Linked DNA regions of Ovis aries: region 2 is linked to region 1. A link is a contact called in public Hi-C data. All regions are on one chromosome and are shown on one strand. Each heading gives the region's core, a stretch centred on a gene start, on an enhancer-like site or on the middle of the called end of the contact. The rest is flanking DNA. Distances are from core to core; before and after follow the strand shown.

Evidence for each region. A called contact is a pair of places that touch in the nucleus more often than the background predicts.
Region 2: a Hi-C map of hypothalamus shows a contact between it and region 1, with 3 times the contacts expected there. The contact joins the enhancer-like site here to the promoter of SLC9A1 in region 1. A contact is called at or near these places in 10 of 16 Hi-C or Micro-C datasets (blood, hypothalamus, liver and 5 more).

The regions. Positions count from the first base shown.
Region 1 is chr2:239,811,788-239,817,346 of ARS-UI_Ramb_v3.0, forward strand. It overlaps SLC9A1 (solute carrier family 9 member A1), which reads left to right and starts at 2,447. Exons shown (of 12, transcript XM_004005085.5): 1 at 2,447-3,597. The coding sequence starts at 3,246.
Region 2 is chr2:239,857,151-239,862,709 of ARS-UI_Ramb_v3.0, forward strand. SLC9A1 (solute carrier family 9 member A1) reads left to right here. Exons shown (of 12, transcript XM_004005085.5): 3 at 1-222; 4 at 1,121-1,338; 5 at 2,480-2,682; 6 at 4,164-4,253; 7 at 4,711-4,781; 8 at 4,904-5,077; 9 at 5,297-5,411. Among named protein-coding and RNA genes, the nearest start is that of SLC9A1, 46 kb to the left of the region's middle. Within about 2 kb of position 3,296, at least 4 of the 54 cell types and tissues checked have an H3K27ac peak or open chromatin away from gene starts, as enhancers often do. A contact at or near this core is called in hypothalamus, where this site is marked.

The DNA of each region.
Region 1 (5,559 bases), core at 1,197-3,696:
GAGCATATCTTATGAAAAGTGCACAGATCATGAGCACTCGGTGGGTTATCACAGTATAACCTTTGTATTCATCACCCATGAAAGAAAGGGAACAGTATCAGCCCCTAGAAGCCCTTGTTGTACCCACTTTGTGCCCCCTCCCAATCATTGCTGCCTCCTTCCTACCCATTATGTCTGTGTTGCCAAAGCCTAACACAAATCCTTGTCAAGAAGCCCATAAACAGTTGCTAAACTGAACTGAGCCCCTTTGAAATAATTTTGTGATCTCAAGGTAATCACTTCAACTTCCTTGGCCTTGATTTACTCTTCTGAAAAACAGGGATGGCATTTCAGTAATTTCAAGTTTTCAGTCCTAGCTGTACACTAGAATCACCCGGGGAATCTTTTGAAAAACTGTCCACCATTCTTGGGCTCTGGATATGAACCTCTGAAGGTCCCAGGCAGTGGTAGTTTTTCATAGCTTTCCAAGGATTCCAGTGTACAGCCATGATCACTTGAATCTTACCAATTCCAATCAATACACAATCACATATACATTCAAATCTCAGTTCCACCCCTGCTGTGGGTTGAATTGTGTCCTCTGCAAAGATGTTGTTTCTAACCCCCAGCACCTGCGAATGTGGACTCATTTGAAAACAGGGTTATTGAAGATGAGCAGACTAAGATGAAGCCGTTAGAGTGTGTGTGTGTGTGTTAGTCACTCGGTGGAGTTCAACTCTTTTGTAGCCCGCCAGGCTCCTCTGTCCATGGTATTCTCCAGGCAAGAATATTGGAGTGGGTAGCCATGCCCTTCTCCAGGGGGTTTTCCCTACCCAGGGATCGACCTGGGGTCTTCTACATTGCAGGCAGATTCTTTACCATCGGAGCCGCCAGGGAAGCCCAGCAGGTCTTTAGGGTGGGCCCCTAATCCAATGTGACTGGAAACCTTGAAAAAAGAGGGAATCCTGGACCCAGAGACAGAGGCCCAGAGAGATCACCAAGTTGAAAGGTTGCTGTTGAATCACAACGCTGGGATTTTTGGCTCCTGGAGGAGAAGAATTTAATCTGGGGCCAGAGACGAGGCTTGATCATTTAGAGCTTTTGTGTAATAAAGTTTTATTAAAGTATAAAGGAGATAAAGTTTTTGACACAGGCATCAGAGGGGGGCAGAAAGAGTACCCCCTCTGCTAGTCTTTAGTTGGATATTATATAGTTATTAGCAGTCTGTTAATGAAAGAAAGGAATGTCTTAAAACTTAGAATGGCACCAGGCCCCTTACTCATAAGATGTATTTTGGGATAATTTTGGCACCAAATGGCTTATTTGGGGCCATAAAATGATTAATTTGAATTTTGAAGAAGGGCAGATTATTTTTTTTTTTAAATATCACTAGTTTGTTTCCTCCTGCTGCTTAAAAAAGATAAAAATGTCTGACACTTACAAACTATTTCCTCTGTTTAGAGACCCCTGGCCTTCCTGCCTGTTACCCTCTCAAAGTGAAGACTGGTGTTACAATGGAGCACCAAAGATTGCTGCAAACCACCAGAAGCTAGGAGAGATACCTGGAAGAGATTCTTCCTCAGAACCCTCAGAAGTCCTCTGCTGACCCCTTGACTTCAGACCTCTAACCTCCAGTGTATGAGACAATAAATTTCTATTCTTTAAGCCACTCAGTTTGTGGAACTTTGTTACAGAGGTCCTAGAAATTCAACATAACTATTTTGATACTATCCAAGGAAATTTCTTGACCTATTTCTTCATCTGCAAAGCTGGAAGCATCATCATGGTTCCACATCCTGGGCTCCATTCTAAACACTTTGCATAGATTATCTCATTTAGCCGTCACTTATACTTTACTACTGGCTTCCTTGGTAGCTCAGGCGATAAAGACCCTGTCTGTAGTGTGGGAGACCAGGGCTCGATCCCTAGGTTGGGAAGATCCCCTGGAGAAGGAAATGGCAACCGACTACAGTATCCTTGCCTGGAAAATCCCATGGACAGAGGAGTCTGGTGGGCTGCAGTCCATGGGGTTGTAAAGAGTCGGGCGCGACTGGAGCCACTAACACAACATACTTTGCTACAGCAGGTATAGGTACTCCTGTTATCTCCACTTTTTCAGATGAGATAGCTGTGGAACAGAGGTTAAGTAATTTGCTCAAGGTCGCATGGTAACTAAATGTCTAAGGCAATAAAACATCATTCACGTTTCCTGGGAAGTCTCCATGAGACTGCGAAGGTGGATGTGAACAGCGCTTTGTCATTAGCACAGCATTTTACCCTTTTTAAAATTAGAATCTCTAGATGCTGGACTTTGGCCATCTCTGACTCTTCCCTTCTCTTTCGACGCGATCCTTCCTTTCCTCGGCGACAGGGGTCGCTGCATCGCGCGGGCACTGACAGGTCCTTCTAGCCCGCAGCGCCGGCTGCTCGCTGGTGCCTATAAGTGGCAGTACCGAGCTCAGTAGACAGCAGTCAGCCGCCGCCGGTGCCAGGGCTGGGGCTGCAACTGGAAGTGGAGCTGGACGCGGAGGAACTGAAGCTGGGCCAGGGTGCAGCGCAGCACGGCGCCGGGGCCGCAAGGAGGGGCATTTCGCTGCTGGCCCACCGCGAGCCGCCCCCAGCCCACGCCAAGGCGCCCTTTCTCCAGGCCGCCTGCCTCCGCCTTCCGCCTCCCTCCATTTCCCCGGAATCTCAGCCCGGCGCGCCTGCACCCCGGTCCTTCTTTGGGTGGGGAAGCTCCCGGCCGCTCTCTGGTTTCACTCCTTCCTCGCAGCCTGGGCTCTCAGCTCCCTTTCTTCTTTTCCTGGACTGGGTCCCACCCCCTTCGATCCCCTTCTTCTAGCTCAGGCTCTCTACTCCTTCCCTTAGCAAGAGTCCCAGCAGCTCAGCCACTCTTCTCAGCAGAGGGTCCCCGCCTTCCCTTTTCCTTGCCTGCGGCCCCATCCTGTTCCTTCCTCTGTCCCTAGGGTGCTGCCTCTCCCCTCCCCCACCCCCTTTCCCAGGCCTGGAGTTCCAAACCTTTTGGTCTCCTCTTATGGTCCTAACTGGGTCCTGGTCCCTCTTCCCCAGTTTGGCGTTCTAGATCGGGAACCCAGCCTTCTTTCCACCTCCAGAGGACTGCTTCCACAAAAACACATCTCTCAAACATGAACTTTGCCTAGAGATTCTCGCAGTCTCTCCTGCCCCCTCCTGCTGACCCCTTGCTACCTATGTCCCAGGTCTTACTCTTATTTTGCTAAGGGTCGGGGGGGTGGGTAAGCAGCGGGATGCTTCTGTGGTCTGGCGCCAGTGGCCTCCCTCCGCCTCGAATCTTTCCGTCGTTGCTTGTGGTGGTAGCCTTGGTGGGGCTGCTGCCGGTTCTCAGAAGCCATGGCCTCCAGCCCAGCCCTACCGCCAGCACCATCAGAGGCTCAGAGCCTCCCCGAGAACGTTCAATTGGGGATGTCACCACCGCCCCACCGGAGCTCGCCCCCGAGAGCCGCCCAGTTAACCATTCCTTCGCTGAACACAGCCCAAAGGCTCGAAAGGCCTTTCCAGTCCTGGGCATCGACTACCAACACGTGCGCACACCCTTCGAAATCGCCCTTTGGATCCTACTGGCCTGCCTCATGAAGATAGGTAAGTCCACCTAGCCCCCGATGCTTCCGCTGTCACCTAGCTGAGGAGCCTGTTCCCATCCTTACCACTTGAAGCTGCCTAGGAATGAGGGTCTGGACTGGTTCTGTATAGTAGGCGGCCTCCATCCGGCCATCTTGATGCTTCTCAAACTTGAGCTCTGCGGCCTCCTCACATGGGAGCGGGGTATTGCTCACGGGAGAGAGCAGGACTGGAGGATGCTTCTGGTCCTAGGTACCTTCAGCGAGGCTCCCAGGCCTGGTCGGCCTCCTCTGGAGCCAGGTGCCCAGCTGTGTGTGTGTGAGACAGGCGTGTCTTCAGCAAGTGACACAGTCTGCTCTGTCACCAGCCACCAGTGTAATTACATGCTTCATGGAAAGCTGTTTCAGGATGGAGGATCTTTCTACTTGGTTTGCCTAAGGAGTTTGAGTAGAGTGGGCAACGTGTGTGCTGGAGACTTACAGGTGTGGTGGAAGATGAGGCATCACTGTATTCTCACCTTCCTTCCTTCATCCCTGGAGTGTTATCCATCAGCTCTGCCTGCCCAGGCTGGTCAGGAGCCCCTGAGTCAGTTTCCTGCCCGGGAATGCCATTCTTTATACAGTTTATGGGACAGGGGGCCTTGGGAATTCCTGAAGTCTGGTTTGAGGTGGGGGAGGGGGAGTGGAGGATGGTCAAGCTCACCTCCAGGTTGCACCCTGCTGCGTCTCAAAGTGCTGTCCAGCCGGGCCAGTCATGGTGGCCTGCCTGCTACTCAGCCAGGTGGGAGAGGGACGGGTGGAGAAGCTCAGAATGTTCTGATATGAAGAGACTTTGAAATGTTCTTTTTGGAAGAAGGAAATAGAAAAGTGGTTCCCCTCCAGAGGCTGTCTCCCCGCTAGGTCTGGGCACTCTGTTCTGCTGGGTGATAGATGCTGGAGATGCTCCAGGTGATAGGTGTTCCAGATGCTGCTGGAGCTCCCCAGAGCCTGCCCGACCCAGAAGTCCCTGGAAGTGGTGTCCTGGGGGGCTTTGACATCCGCCTTTGCCTTTTTAGCCCCCAGCCAGCTGTGGAAGGCACGAGGGCCTGGGACTCTGCTGGTTTGGGTTTGGAGAGTTTGTGATTTTTGGCAGGAAGCCTTGCAGCTCTCCCAAGGACACGCGGGAGCTGAGGGCGATGCCAGGCTGGTATGAGGCAGGCTCCGGGACATGCTGCAGGAGGGCTCGGGTGCTTCTGTCGTGACAGATCTAGGAGCTGGCTTCCTGATTCAGGGCTTCGGTGCTGTGACAGTGGCAGGCCTGTACATCGGGCTGGGCCACCAGCACCTATCCCCTGATGGCAGCCTGGAAAAAAAATCAAGGCCGGGGCAAGGGGAGTCGTGTGTACTGATTCTGACAAATACATGACCTTGAACAAACTGGGCTTTTTTCTGCAGGTCTCGCCCACCTGTGAAACCGGCAAGAATCTCTAAATTTGACCATCCATTGAATCCTGAAGCCCCTGTGTCCTAATTTGTTGTAAGAAGCTGAAGTGACTGGTGTGTCATTTGCCTGTGTGAGACCAGGAAGAGGCCTCACAGGCACTATTTATAAATTGCCCTCCTCCTCTCTCCAACCCCGTCACCTCCCAGCCGCACCTGGCATTGTGTTAGGGTATGGGGGGGGGGTCGGGGGGACTAGTGCACGCACGTGGGGCTCAGTGATTTCTGGTAGGTCGACAGCATGACCACTAAGCTCCTACTCTGGACAGCCAGGAGTTGGTCCGTGCAGGCCTGACTCCAGTCCCAATGGGACCAGGTTTGGCCTGATTTGTCCCCACCAAAACTGTGCCGGGGCCCCGGGAAGTTGGCAGAGGTGGTGCCATGACATGGGTGTCAGCCTAGAAGTTAGGAAACTTGGCCTTTTGTCCCGTCTCCCTTGTGACCTTGGGCCAGTGACGCCTCCTCACTTGTCAGTTGATCTTTGTGGCTTCTTCCAGGTCTGACA
Region 2 (5,559 bases), core at 2,046-4,545, 46 kb after region 1:
CAACTACGACCGGGTGGGCATCGTGGACATCATCCTCGGCTTCCTGAGCTTCTTCGTGGTGTCCCTGGGTGGGGTGTTCGTGGGCGTGGTCTACGGGGTCATCGCAGCCTTCACCTCCCGCTTCACCTCCCACATCCGCGTCATCGAGCCGCTCTTCGTCTTCCTCTACAGCTACATGGCCTACCTGTCGGCCGAGCTCTTCCACCTGTCGGGCATCATGGCGTGAGTCTGGGCGTGGCGTGGGGGGGGGGGGCGCCAACTCAGATTCCCCCGGGCTTGGAGGGTCAAAGGGAGCTCCCCAGGGCCCAGCCCCCCGGATCCAGGCTTCAAATCTCAGGACTGCCCAGAAGCACGGAGTTTAAGGTTCTGGAAAGCCTTAGCCTAGCTATTTCTTTTATTCTCTTGTTACAAAGGGAGTACCTTGGCGGTCTCCGGACGCAGGCACTCGCACCCGCTGCTCCCTTCAGCAGCCCTAGCGAGGGTGCTCAGGGCTTCCCTTGAGGCGGGAGTCCTGAGGCCCCAGCTGCTTCTTGCAGTTGGGGTTGGATGGTAGAGGGGGAGCGGGAAAGCCGTGAGGTGTCAAGGTGCTCCGCTAGGGGAAGTCACTGGAAGTGCCAAGGCTGGATTAGGGGACGGGGATGGCGGTAACAATGAGGAGGCTGGGCCAGTCGGAGTGGAGCCCGAGTGTGGGCGCCAGGCTGGGAGGGCTTCCTGCGGGGACACCACACTCTGGTGGGGATAAACCTGTGGCCAGAGGCGTGACCCCTGTCAGGTGGAGAGGCCACGGGGCCTCGGGGAAAAGGCCCAGGCTTAGGAGCTGGGCAGAACTTCTTTTGTTCGTGTCTTAGCTCTGCCACTCTGTGGCAGTGTGACCATGGGCAGGTGACTTCATTTCTGCACGTCTCAGATCTCTCATCTGGAAAATGCCAGAATTCATCCGTGTCTGCAGGGTTGGCTGAGAGTGTTGAGAACAGGGGTTGGAAGCCGGCAGAGGCGTCTGACCCGTGAGAGGAGCTCAGGCGCCCGGCCCCTGCCTGCCTCCCTGTCTCTGGAGGCGCCCTGGGAGGGTGCGACTCAACTCTGAACCCCGCTGCCCGCTCTTTCCTCCCCTGACCCCCAGACTCATTGCCTCGGGCGTGGTGATGCGCCCCTACGTGGAGGCCAACATCTCCCACAAGTCCCACACGACCATCAAGTATTTCCTCAAGATGTGGAGCAGCGTCAGCGAAACCCTCATCTTCATCTTCCTGGGCGTCTCCACCGTGGCCGGCTCGCACCACTGGAACTGGACGTTTGTTATCAGCACCCTGCTCTTCTGCCTCATCGCCCGAGTGCTGGGTGAGGGGCCGGGCCCGGAGAGGGGTGTGCGCGTGGCAGGGGGTGTGTGCGTGTGGCAGCTAGGTGCACGCTGTGTGTGGAGGTGGCAGGCTTGACTCCAGGCTGCTCCCAGCGCCCCTGCAGGACGGGGGCCTCCCCATTCCCGCTCCCTGCAGCGCTGAGGCCCTTATGAGCCCTGGAGGGGATAGAGGGCCGCCCTCCCGGGGGAAACAGCCATGGTGTGCACGTGGAAGAGGCCTCAGCAACCCTGGGACTCTGAGCCAGTCAGTATCTGAGGAGGGGACTGAGGCCCCCAGGGCCAGATCTGTGTTCAGGTTTGTGGTCTTTGCACTGCCTCTTCCCACGCGTGACTTTGGCACTTGCGGAGTCTGCTGCAGAGCCTCCCAACTGCTGCTACCAGCCCCGGGGCACACCTGGGCACCGCTGGGCACCAGGCCTCAGGCCCTTGGGCAGCTGCCTCACCTTCTGGATGCACGTTACCTCAGTGACCATGTGGCTTCTGCCCATGGATCTCATCTCCTCTCTGAGTTTAGGTCTGGGTGTGGCACTTAACTTGCTGTGCTGTCTTAAAAACCCTTTCATCCTGGGCCTCATCCTCTGGAGATTCTGGGGCTGTGGGGTTGAGACTGGACTCCGACCTGCCTCTGCAATTCCCCACCCGCCCTGGCCATGCTGCAGGTGCGCTCTTAGTTCCTCAACCAAGAATCGAACCCGTGCTCCCTGCAGTGCAAGCATGGAGTCTTAACCACTGGACCGCCAGGGAAGCCCTAGCATTTTAAAACAACTTTTTATTACAGAAAATTTCAAACACATAGAAAAGTAGGCCCCGTGTACCTATCATATTTAATAGGTATCAACTTGTAGCCAGTCTTGTCTCATCTCTTTTCCTGGTACCCTTCTGCCCCCCAGCCCCTGGAGGCCTCTGTAATGTCTCTAAAGTATATACAGGTGAGGGACCTCCCTTAAAGATCCACCCAACTCTCGGACTGAGGGATTAGGAGCACCTTGGACTGAGGGACCTGAGATATGAATTAGCTGGGCGGGTTTACCAGTGGAGGCTTCCTCCAAACAGAAAATCTCCCAGCTGCAGAAGGCGTGAGGGGCTAGGACAGTCTGACCCCTTGCTTCCCCTCCCTGGCAGGCGTGCTGGGCCTGACCTGGTTCATCAACAAGTTCCGCATCGTGAAGTTGACCCCCAAGGACCAGTTCATCATCGCCTACGGGGGCCTGCGAGGGGCCATCGCCTTCTCCCTGGGCTACCTCCTGGACAAGAAGCACTTCCCTATGTGTGACCTGTTCCTCACGGCCATCATCACCGTCATCTTTTTCACCGTCTTTGTGCAGGTGCTGGACAGGGCAGAGCAGCCCTGCCTGGGGACCCTGACCCTGCCAGGAAAGAGGAAGCGCATGCCGGAGCGGGGCTAGGAGGGCAGCGGGCAGCATGGGTTGTAGTTCCAGCTCTAGCAGCGCCTCGTGCAGCCCTGGACAAGTCCCCGCCTTTCCGGGCCTCGGTGTGCTCAGTTGCAAAGGAAGAGCCTGGTCACGCATCACTGTGGAGTGATGCTGCCCAGCTCAGTCAGGAGCCCAGGTAGTGCTGAGAGGAGTGTGTCCAGTCAGCAGGACCATGAAGCTCACGGTAGGGATTTGGGGAAGTGGTTTATTCTCTTAGGGTCTCAGTTTCCACATCAGTCAAATGGGGGCAGTAGCGCAGCACGGGGGCTGGAAAGGCGAAACGGCCCCTGAGCGGCACCGTCCGAAGTCGTTAGCCAGAGCTCTGCTGCTGTCAGTGTGAGCCTGGAAAGATTCTCCTCCCATCTCTGGGTCTCAGATCCCTATCTGTGAAGTGAGGGGACTGGACCAGCTGATCCTGAAGAGTCCTTCCAGCTGCTGGCTGTGATTTCTGTGCATTTGAACGACTCAGGCTTAGCTGAGAACCTCACCCACCCCTGGAGTCCCTGAGGGAGCCCAGCTTGAGATGATGTAAACCATTTCTCGTTATCTGACCCGTGACTTTGGGCAAGTGAGAAACACTTCATCTGTGTGTTTGCTCCATGTTTCCTGGATCATAACCCTAGACAAGCCCTCAGTGGGAAACATCATTGCGTTCTCCAGAGAGCACAGTGTAGAGCAAACTTCCTGGGGCTGGACTTGTCTTCTGTCTTTTAAAAGGAGAAGAGGCTGCCTCTTTGATCATCTTGCCCTGCTTCCGTCTTCCAAAATATTTTATCACCTTATTTTGCAGTTGGTTTACTAAGCCAGTTTTTAATGAACGCAGCATTGAGGTAGGGACCCCCCTGCCTGAGTTTGAATCCAGCTTTACTACTTCTGTGAGACCTTAGGGAGTTACTTGACCTCTCTCAGTCTCAGTTTCCTCATCTGTACAATGGGGACAAGGAAGGGGTCATTGCAGGTATTGAAATGCTAATTCTAGTGAAAACACCACTGGCCCTGGCACTTGACAAGTGTGCAGTTAGATTAGCTACTGCTGTCCTTACTGGGTCCTTCTGGGTCAAAAACCTGCAAGGGGGCCGGAGCAGAGGTGGTCTTCCCTGTTAAGTGACAGCGGATTTGTGGTGGAGCTCACACTTGAACTCTGGCCCGGGCTAGCTGGCCTGTGTGTGAGTCCCTTGGCTGGATGTGAACCCCCTGGCCATGTCTTCAGGAGTAAGTGGGCTTAATATAAGCGAAGCTTGGATGTTGGGAGATTGGGGACGTCAGAGCAAAGGGCATCCCAGGCTCAGGGACCTTAGGTTGGAGGACCTCTGTGGCCTCCCTGCCAGGGTGGCAGAACTGGAGTGCCTGACACACACCCCCGCCCCCCCCAGGGCATGACCATTCGGCCCCTGGTAGACCTGCTGGCTGTGAAGAAAAAGCAAGAAACGAAGCGTTCTATCAACGAGGAGATCCACACGCAGGTACTGGCAGCTGGGCCTGGGCCCTGTGTTGCAGGAGGAGGCTTAGGGAGCTAGGGGTCAGCTAGGCCTTGCATCCATGTCCTCAGGCAGCCCCTCCTCCCTCATCCAGTGCCTCCTGAGGTCACCAGGTCACCCCATAGCGAGGGGTGGTGTGAGCAGCCAGGAACCTGAGGAGAGAGCGTCATGCCGTCTCTGCCTCTGGGGAGACCTGGCCCAGGTGCTGGGCACAAGTGGATTCAGAGAAGATGGTTCAGCTGGGCCCCAGTGGCAGAGGGCTGGAGGGGTCCACAGGGCTTCAGGATGAGTGGGGTGTGGGCGCCACCTCCTGGCTGCTTCTGGAACTACAGGGCTGGGTTGAGCAGAGCAGCCCTGGGGTGGAAGGTGGGGGCCCATTCAGGAGTCTTGGTCCGGAAGGAGCCCAGTAGTAAGGCTTGACCTGGCCCTGGGCACGTTTCAGTTCCTGGACCACCTTCTGACAGGCATCGAGGACATCTGTGGCCACTACGGCCACCACCACTGGAAAGACAAGTAGGTGGCAGGCCTAGTGGGCAGGAGGGCGGGGAGGGGCCGGTAAGGGTCTCCCCCCAAGGGCCTGGGCATCTTCCCATTGCAGGAGCCAGCTTCACCCATCTCCTCCCACCTCCCACCAGGCTCAACCGGTTTAATAAGAAGTACGTGAAGAAGTGTCTGATAGCTGGTGAGCGCTCCAAGGAGCCCCAGCTCATCGCTTTCTACCACAAGATGGAGATGAAGCAGGCCATCGAGCTGGTGGAAAGTGGGGGCATGGGCAAGATCCCCTCGGCCGTCTCCACCGTCTCCATGCAGTGAGTGCTAGTGGCCAACCCTGGCCACTTCTGCAAGCCACATGCTGACCCCTCAACACCCACCTGGAGCGGGTCCCTAGGTCATTCCACCGGGCGGGCAGATCACACTGAGGACCCAAGGCTTGGCGCACCCAACCGGATCATCCCCAGGGGACCCTTCTGTCCTGCCCCAGCCCCCAGAGTCCCAGGAATTTTCTAATCTGAGGCCTATTATCCCAGGAACATCCACCCCAAGTCCCTGCCGGCCGAGCGCATCCTACCAGCACTGTCCAAGGACAAAGAAGAGGAGATCCGCAAAATCCTGAGAAACAACTTGCAGAAGACCAGGCAGAGGGTGAGGGGCTGCCCCTGCCCGGCCCACTTCACTTACCGTGGAGGAGCCCCCCGCCCCACCCTCCCTCCTCTGCTCCGCGTGCCCAGAGCCACCCCAGCCCCTCCAGGCCCAGCTTCCGGGGCCTGGTTGGGCCTGCCTGACAGCTTTT